2 separate regions of the Rattus norvegicus genome follow, and region 1 is linked to region 2. A link is a contact called in public Hi-C data. All regions are on one chromosome and are shown on one strand. Each heading gives the region's core, a stretch centred on a gene start, on an enhancer-like site or on the middle of the called end of the contact. The rest is flanking DNA. Distances are from core to core; before and after follow the strand shown. Region 1 holds the start of Slc12a2 (solute carrier family 12 member 2). Region 2 overlaps LOC134483032 (a long non-coding RNA gene).

The links. A called contact is a pair of places that touch in the nucleus more often than the background predicts.
Region 1: a contact with region 2 is called in a Hi-C map of psoas muscle, with 1.7 times the contacts expected there. The contact joins the promoter of Slc12a2 here to the enhancer-like site in region 2. A contact is called at or near these places in 6 of 12 Hi-C or Micro-C datasets (the A7r5 cell line, the Rat2 cell line, Schwann cells and 3 more) and 1 of 1 datasets of contacts at active chromatin or transcription factors (oligodendrocytes).

The regions. Positions count from the first base shown.
Region 1 is chr18:53,542,806-53,547,816 of GRCr8, forward strand. It overlaps Slc12a2 (solute carrier family 12 member 2), which reads left to right and starts at 3,528. Exons shown (of 27, transcript NM_031798.2): 1 at 3,528-4,383. The coding sequence starts at 3,655.
Region 2 is chr18:53,319,835-53,324,562 of GRCr8, forward strand. LOC134483032 (a long non-coding RNA gene) reads right to left here. Exons shown (of 2, transcript XR_010059847.1): 2 at 1-2,161. Among named protein-coding and RNA genes, the nearest start is that of Ctxn3, 190 kb to the left of the region's middle. Within about 2 kb of position 1,372, at least 6 of the 93 cell types and tissues checked have an H3K27ac peak or open chromatin away from gene starts, as enhancers often do.

The sequences.
Region 1 (5,011 bases), core at 2,278-4,777, 230 kb after region 2:
CTACCCAGTTTCTCCCACAGTCTAGACCACCAACCAAGGAGTGTACCTGGAGGGATCCATGGCTCCAGATACATATGTAGCAGAGAACAGTCTTACCTGATAGCAACAGGAGGGGAGGCCCTCGGTCTCGAGGAGGCTTGATGCTCCAGCGTAGGGAGATGCTGAAGCAGTGGGCGGGAGAGTGTGGGTGGGTGGGGAGCAGTCTCATATAGGTAAAGGGGAGGGCAGATGTGGGATGGGGGGCTGGTGGAGGGGTAACCGGAAAGTGGGATATCATTTGAGATGTAAATGAATGGAATGATTAATAAAAAAGAAATGCTCTGTGAGTTAGTATATTTCTAGGCGTGTTTCAGATGTCTGCTGAAATGTCACTTCCTTCCAAGTGTGACGTCTCTACTTCGTATCCTCTCTTGGAACTTCCGTTTGCAATCATAAGCTTATGCAGGTGATGATTTGCTACTCCTATATGTTTATGTTTAGTTTTGATGTCTCTAAGCTCCTGTTGTTATCTCATTCAAGCCTACTCTTTCCCTCTCACTTCAGAAGCTTCACTATTTATCAATTGCCCGGGCCAGCACCCTTGGGTTTTCACTCTGTATCCGTCTGCAAATGCTACTCTCTCCCTTACCATGACTCATCTAACCACCTACCCCCCTTTCTACTACGCACTACCATGGCCAAAGCCACACTGTCCGATGAGGGCCTGATCTAATACACCTTTACACATTGCTCTTTCTTTGTCTCTGCCACCTCTTTGTCTACAGAAGGTCCATTGGTCCTCTATGTTGGTAACGTAGGGGGACAAATCTGCTGTTTGGTAATACTGAGGGATCACTGTAGGATGTAGGTGCTCAAACCTAAATGGTTCACACCATACCATCCATGGGTTATACTCAGCCTATTTATCCTAGGCAACAAAAATGCACAACATGTCAATGAACAGAACGCCCCAGGCTTAATATAAGGTTGTGTGTGGATCCAAACAGAAAAAGTACAATAAAACAGGGATATAAATTTCTTTCAGCTCCATCATTGACCTTGCATGACAGCTTTCCTGAAGCATCACTAAGTTGGACACACTTTTGTTTTTTTTGGGTTTGGAGACAGGTTTCTCTGTGTAGTCATGGCCATCCTGGATCTTCTACAGACCAGTCTGGCCTTGAACTCACAGAGATCTGCCTGCCTCTGCCTCTTGAATGCAGGGATCAAAGGCATGTGCCGCCATCTGCCAGTCACTGAGCATAATTCTACATGGAAGATGCTCTTCCTGCGGAAGGATCCTGGACTCTTCAATGATTTGACAGCTGCTACGGACCGAATTATGTAGTGTAAACACTCACAGTTTAAGTCGCCTACCTCTGTTTGATTGAATTAGAAAGAAGGTTTTTCAACGGTCACTTCAAGGCCAAGTGAGCTCATAGGGATAAAACAGGGGTCAGCTCAACCGTGCCTTTATGAGGAGTCAAAGAAGCAGCAGAGTGGTGGCGCCCCTGTGGAAGGCCACACTGGTAAGGAAGCTGTCTGTAAGCAGAGTCCTCACCTGCGCCTAAGCCTTCCAGTGCCCTGGATTCAGAGATGCGGAACTGTTATTTTCTGTTGCCTAAGTCATCTGGTCTATACTAGTTTACCGAGGAAGCCTGAACTATCATTCCACACAAAGTAAAAGCCCCAGCAAGAGACTTGACACATCTCCCACATCCTCAAACTCTGACTTTCTGGCCCTCGACTCTTTTCATGTCTTGAGAAGAACCAGTCCAAATGCCTTGCATGCACTTCCACACCAGGCCTGCTCCCATGATGGTGCTTCTGCTTTCTCTACTTACAATAGATTGTTTCAACATATTTGCATAATGTACTCTCTCGCTCAACGGTTGGTCACCTCAGTGATGCCATCCTAAGGAAGATCTACCATTCCAGTCTCACACAACCCCACCCCCACCCTTAGCATCTGCTTCTGACAGATCTCTTTAGTTTATCCATTCTCAGGACACAGGGGAGCTCATAGCAGGTGTTCCGACATTTGCTAGGTAAATTAATGTTGAATTCTCACAGCCACAGATGAGCTGTATGCTGAAAGGCACACAATACAGAGATCTGTGACTAACACAGCAGTTCCCTAGTAGAAAAGCACACAGCTTTAAAAGCACACATCCTTTTTTCCCCTGGCTTCTCCTGATTTTCTGTTAATATTGGGAAAGTTCAAGGTGGGGAAGAGTCAGGGAGGGGTGTATTAGAAGCCTTGGCTGAATGACCCAATATCTGTTCTTTTCCATCTCCATCTTTAAAATACAGAAAATATAGCTGATAAATTATCAAGGGTGATTAAGATCTCCGGTGAACTGGCTGCCCCGCCTCCCCCCAACACCTTTTATTTCTGCAATTCCAGGCTCTTTGATCTTGCTTAAAGTAGTCAACAACAAGTGGTGTTTATTCCAACTATTCTTTAAACATAGAGTGAACGCAGGCATAACAGGCAATGATCAGAGGAAACTACTTGGGGTCACTCACTTTCACTTAGGTTTGGTGAGGCTGATAAAGGGGGATACTGATACTAAGTTGGAAAACAGGTGTTCCTCTATTTCCAGCGAAAACAAGCCCGCAGAGCAGGAGTGGCTTTTTGTGTTAAAATCTGAGGGAGTTCTTCAGGACCACAGCAAAAAGGAAAACTAGCAATTGTTAACACTGGCTGCTGCGGTCCCTGTATTCTAAGAACTGCGTTTCCTAACACTGAAGTTAAAAATGTCATCAAACGTCGAAATGAGGTTCCCTCCTCACCGTTTTTTTTTTTTTTTACCAGCTTTTGAAATAAAGGTGTCACCCAAGTGTTGACACACCCACCGGCATCGCGGCTGGAATTACTCTTTGGTTATGGAAATCTAAAACGCGGGCACGGAGCGGTAGAGCTGGGCGCCCGGTCAGGGTGCGCGCCGGGCTCGCCGGGAGCGAGCGTGGCCAGCGCCTCCGGAAGCGCGCGCGGGCCCAACAGGAAAGCCCCCAGCATCACCCGCAGCCAGAGCGCCGCGGGCCTGGGTACCACGCGCCCTAAGGGAAACCGCCCACAGGCCCCGCAGCATCTCGCGAGATCTCGCCGGCTCGCCCCAAGTACTGCGAGTTTAGAACTTAAAAAAAAAGGGGGAAAGGAAAAAAAAAAAGAAGCGAGAGGAGTCCACAGGGTCCGTGCAGCCGGGAGAGCATCCGCGACAGCCGGTGCGGGAGCCGGGGCTGCCGGCGGGCGGGAGGACGGAGGGAGGACGCGGAGCGGACCGCGGCGGCGGAAGGGGCGGCGGCGCGCAGGTCTGCGCGGAGACGCGTGCGGCCGCGCCTGCTCGCTGCGGTGCGGAGGCCGGCGCTCTCCAGGGTCGGCGCGCGAGGCTGGCCAGCGCAGGGCTCGGGGCGGGCTGAGGGGCGGGCTGAGCGGCCCCGCCTCCCGCGTGCTGCACCGAGCGCCGCGGCCCCGCCGCGCCTTTAAACCGCGGGGCCGGCCGCGCTCGCGGGCACTTGGCGGCTGGCGGCGAGCGTGCCGCGGGTGTGAGGCAGCGGCGCTGCGACTCTCTCTCCCCCGGCTCCTTAGTGGGAGCGCCGGCCAGGGACCCGAGCCGCGCTGTACGCAGCGTCCACCCGCCCGCTCCGCAGGTCCCCGAGCGTCGGGCGGCGATGGAGCCCGGGCCCGCGGCGCCCTCGTCTGGCGCCCCGCGGCCCGCCCGGGATGGGGACGCGCCGCTGACTGCCGCCGGGGTGGACCTGCCCGGCACGGCCGTACTCTCCGGTCGAGAGGATGCTACCGCTGGGAGCCAGGCCGGCGGCGGGGTGCGCGGAGAGGGAACCCCGGCCGCTGGCGATGGGCTGGGCAAACCTCTGGGGCCCACCCCCAGCCAGAGCCGCTTCCAGGTGGACCCGGTTTCCGAGAACGCCGGGCGGGCCGCGGCTGCTGCAGCTGCAGCGGCGGCTGCGGCGGCTGCCGGGGCAGCGGGCAAGGAGACCCCCGCGGCTGGGAAAGCCGGCACTGAGAGCGGCGTGGCCAAGGGCAGCGAGGAAGCCAAGGGCCGCTTCCGCGTGAACTTCGTGGACCCGGCTGCCTCCTCGTCGGCGGACGACAGCCTGTCGGATGCGGCGGGGGTCGGTGGCGACGGGCCCAACGTGAGCTTCCAGAACGGCGGGGACACGGTGCTGAGCGAGGGCAGCAGCCTGCACTCGGGTGGTGGCAGTGGACACCACCAGCAGTACTACTATGACACCCACACCAACACCTACTACCTGCGCACCTTCGGCCACAACACCATGGACGCGGTGCCCAGGATCGACCACTACCGGCACACGGCCGCGCAGCTGGGCGAGAAGCTGCTCCGGCCCAGCCTGGCAGAGCTCCACGATGAGCTGGAAAAGGTGAGCTCGCCCAGACCTTCCTCCCTCCCCATGCCCTGGCGCGTGCTGGCCTCAGGATGCAGCCGCTGACTCTCCCTTGGTGAGGTGGCAGCGCAAGACCCAAGGAACGACTCGCTGGCATCTCTGGATTCAGCTGTCAAGTGTGGAATTGCAGCGGAATGTAACTTAATCCTTCAAAAGTTTGCAGCGGGTTTGGCCGGTTATGTGATACAGCGGAGGCAGCACTTAGCGGCCTCTCCCAATCAGTTATATATCTTGTATACACTGTCTTTTGCACCCAGTGCCACCTCGCTGGGTTACACATGTTAGGGACCAGCGAAGAGAGTGTGGAAGAAGTTTAGAAAAGGCTCTGTTGAGACAGGGTGGAGAGAACCTACTGCCTACCATCTGGGTCCTTTTTAGATTGTAGTGTATGGCTTCTGTATATCCATTAGAGGTCCTGAGTGGAAAGGTTGGTGTTTGAAGGAAAGCTCTAATAGCATGTGTTTGTAGTCTATTAATTATTAAAGCTCAGTTTTTGCAATCCTAAATATGCAGAGGGCTATAGAAATCTTTCTTTGAAGACAGGGTCTTCCTATGTAGCCCAGGCTGTCCTAGAACTTGCTGTGTAGACCAGGCTGGGAACTCA
Region 2 (4,728 bases), core at 122-2,621:
TACATACATAAGTCAAGAAATTAGCATGTCATACCCCAAATACACACAACTAGTGGTCGGGTGTGACTGTACATGCCTGTAATTCTAGTTCTCAGGAGACTGAGGCAGAATGATCTGCACAAGTTCACATGTATGCCAATAAGAATTACCAGAGTCATGCAATGAGATCTAAGATGACTTCTAAGTCCTTTCCATTTTAAAAACATTTTTAATTGATAATAAAGTAAAAAATAAAGTATTTGTGAAAAATTCAAATGAACTTTATAACAAAAGATCATGTTTCAGTTCATCTATAAAATTATTATAATTACTATGCTACTATGATCACTATTTCAAGAAATATTCTCTGCGAGGAAAAGACCAAAAGGCTTCAACCCTCTATAAAGAACTATAAGCAACTAAGGAATGCTGAGAGTGGGATAAATAGTCTTCCCCAGGGAAAAGCACATACAACAGCAGCCCTAAATCAAATGATCAACCCTGAAAACATACAAGTAACATATGTAAACTGAGCAGGTTACATTTAGGAATATACACACACATACACACGTATGTACATATGTACATATAATATATGATACATGCACTTACACATATATATTCATGTACAAATACAAATAAACATACACATACATGTGCATATAGGTATCAATGACAATGAAAAATAGATCACAAATTTGAAAGAAATCGGGTAAGTGGAGAGAGGAAGGGGAAGAGAGAAATGTGGTTATATAATCTCAAAAATATTTCTATGGAGAGAGAGGAGGGAGAGAGGTCCCCTACTCAATGCAAACAGTGGAATCAATCTATGTGCTTAGAAGAATCAATGGCTAAATAAAATGTCACCTAGGGCCAAATGACTTATAGTGCAAGGCTCTGGTACAAGCCTGGCAATCTGAATTTGATCCCCGGGACCACATAAAAGTAAGATTATTATTTTACATACAATTGTTCTCTCACCTCCATGCATATGGAATGCACACCTCCCAGTATGCACACACACACACACACACACACACACACACACACACACACACACACACACAAAATATTAAAGAAAAGAAAGCACATAACCTATTCAGGCCATAGAATTTGACTCTTCTTGAAACATGACGAGAATTCTAATCTGTGTTTCAGTATGAATAAGCCTTGAAGATAACGTGCTAAGTCATGATCTTATTTACTTGCGGTACCCAAAATAGTCAAAATCACAGAAACAGAAAGAGAAATTGCAGCTCCCTGGGGAGAAGAAAATGGGAAATGGAAGTTCTAGGCTTTGCAAGATGAAATAGACCTGGAAGTTAGTAGCCCCGTGACACCTCTATACTTGACATTACAGCACTATATACTTCCAAGTATTAATATCATGGGCACCTGTGCTCTCCATTGGAAAGTGAAGTACACCAGTGACTGAGGAGACTAATTGTCAGCTTACGTACAACACTGCGGAACCGAGTAAGAGCAGACAGAAGTTAACGTCACATTTGAACAAAATAAAGGGGTATCTTGTTCGTCTCTTCATTTTTTGATGCAATAAAAAGTATTTCATGTGCATATCCTGAATTTTGGCTTCAGAAATGCTTGACTGGTTGATTCTGTGTCAGCCTGACTCCCATCCAAGAGTGTCAGATTCAGTCTTTGCTACCGAAGGATCTATTTCTGGGCACCATTCTGTCAGGGTAGTGTTGCTTTCACTATTTCAAAAGAGTATTTGGAAATTCAGGTCTAAACCAGAACTCAGCGAACATGGTTCCCGTAGTATTGCAGTTTGCTTTCTGTTACTATGATAAAACACCATGACCAAAAAAAAAAAAAAAAATCAACTTGGGGAAGAAAGGATGCATTTCAGTTCACAGCTTACAGTCCATCATCATCCAAGGAAGTCAAGGCAGAAGCTGGGGCAGAAACTGAAGCAGAGGCCATGAAGGAACACTATGTACTGGTTTGCTCCTCATGCCCTCTCAGCCTGCATTCCGACATCCCAGGATCACCTGCGAAAGAGTGGCCCAGCCCACGGTGGACAGGGCCCTCCCACATCAATCACCAATCAGTGTTCATAGGCCAATCTGCTGGGAGCAAGTTCCTCATTTGAGGTTTCCTCTTCCTCGGTGACGGTAATTTGTGCCGGGTTAACCAAACTTGACGGACACATATCAGTTTTCTGGGTCAAGAAGAAAACAGGGAGTTTATCATGAGCCTGTTGTGAAATCTTCAGCCTGTTATTGACAAACAACTGGCGTGGTTATCCTACATCTTACTATCTCAGACTCTGGGAAATTGTGACATAACAAGTTAGAGATGTGGCAAGTGGTACTCAGCCAAGTCCACACAGTCCCCTCCCTACTGTTATCCTGGCACATCTAAGCTGAGGGTGTGTGGATGAGAACAGGCATCGAGACCTACAAGTCTTGGTTCCTGTAGTTAATGACAGATCTTTACCAAGGAGTTCAGACTCGCGTACCATCATCACCCTGTTAGATTTGTAATGGAATTAAGAGGAGGCGCCTCGTGGTGAATGAATTAACAGGCCAGGCAGACCCTCGAGACCCACAAAGCCAAGGAATAGCTTCCATCTGATGAGTTGTTTTCTAGCAGGAGCATTTGTTTAGACTTGTTAACATATGCAATCTGAAACTTGCTAATACCTCCAAAGCCAAAGTTTACATCACCCCCACGTCTTCCCTCCCTTCCACGCCTCATACTCCAGCCACAGGTGTAGAGCATATTTTTATCAGGACCTACTGTACAAGCCAATTCACACACAGGACAGATGCTGAAAGTAACTTGTGTTAAGCAACTATGCATAAATCCCAACACCCAGAAATGTGGTTTTAGATACAAACCAGAGAGTTTCCCTAAATAGTATTGCATGCATTTATCGCTGAATGTTGAGACCGTTTTGTCCCAGTGCTGAGCTGTGTCATCAGAGAAGAAATAATAAGGAAGTAGATCTAATGAATGGCAAGCTAGAGTGACTTCTTCCCTCACCCCTATTCCTTGTTTTCCACAGTCTTTACTTTTAAGAAGTCAGACCTCTTGGACTCATGCTGGCCATGAATCCTGGGCTCATTTCATTCTCCTTTTTGAGTCTCCTGAGAAAATGGGGCTCCAGATGTGTACCACACTGCCCACAATCACCCCTAGGACTCCAGATGTGCATCACACTGCCCACAATCACCCCTAGGACTCCAGATGTGCATCACACTGCCCACAATCACCCCTAGGACTCCAGATGTGTACCACACTGCCCACAATCACCCCTAGGACTCCAGATGTGCATCACACTGCACACAATCACCCCTAGGACTCCAGATGTGCATCACACTGCCCACAATCACCCCTAGGACTCCAGATGTGCATCACACTGCCCACAATCACCCCTAGGACTCCAGATGTGCATCACACTGCCCACAATCACCCCTAGGACTCCAGATGTGCATCACACTGCCCACAATCACCCCTAGGACTCTAGATGTGCATCACACTGCCCACAATCACCCCTAGGACTCCAGATGTGCATCACACTGCCCACAATCACCCCTAGGACTCCAGATGTGCATCACACTGCCCACAATCACCCCTAGGACTCCAGATGTGCATCACACTGCCCACAATCACCCCTAGGACTCCAGATGTGCATCACACTGCCCACAATCACCTCTAGGTTTAGGCAACTCTACTTTCAAAGAACACTTGCAGTCAACCTGGTAAGAAGTTTTTAGCTCCTTGACCCCTGTGAAACTATTTTTGTTCCAGATCCATTAGATTAAAGCAACTGAAAATTAAAGAACTAACAAATTACTCATTTAATTGCAGCTATTAAGTGGATGACTTGCAGCTTTTATGATAAAATTATGTGGCATGATGAGTCACTTCCAAGAATTGATTGGGATCTCAGAAATTCCTCCTATACAGAATCAAAATTCGAAATAATAGTTAGACTCATAACTCATACACCTCTCAACAATTTTTAAACCAGTTACCCCTACACACTTTTAACATAAAAACAACTTTTCTCACAAGAGCGTACAGGTTTCATTTCGAGCCTGAGAATTTCTGTTGTAAGATAGTGATTGTTTCGAAACATCGCGTTGCATGGGGAAACAACACTCACAGAGAGACAGTCCCCACTTGGCTCATCTCTGTGACTTCCCTGTACAGTGTCTGCAGGTGTTTGTGCTGTGCAGTCACTGTCCCCAGCCTGAGACTACTTTTCTGTTTTCTTCTTGAATTTCTTGCTCACAGAAGAGTTAAGGCCAGCACTTGTACTCATTGCACAGGTACCCTCTGTTGTTTACCGCTTTGGGGCCGAAGTGGAGTGTGTAAAAAGAGCTGCTGACTGGGAATATTCATTTAATTAGGCTGTCTGAGTAATAGGAAGAAACCTTGAAAGTCATTGAAGCATCTTGATTCTTAGGCCTTGGTTTCCAGCCCTTGAATGTGCTCCTTTGCCTTAAGAGTCAAGATGGATCACAGCAGCCAATAGCTGCTGATCGACTTCTAGAAAGATGCCCTTTCCTCATGTATAAATGGAGTACCAAAGTCCGGAGGGAGGAAAAGGTAAAATAAAATCTGCCCAACTCTAAAGTAATTGCATAGCAAAGTGCTTCGTTATTTTGGGATCGTGTTAGAGGAACCTAGCATGTTTCTCACAAGGCAGATAAGAGAATTCATTCTCTCCTCTCTGGTTTCTGTTCCTTTCCACCCACGTCACTTGGAGCTGTTTGC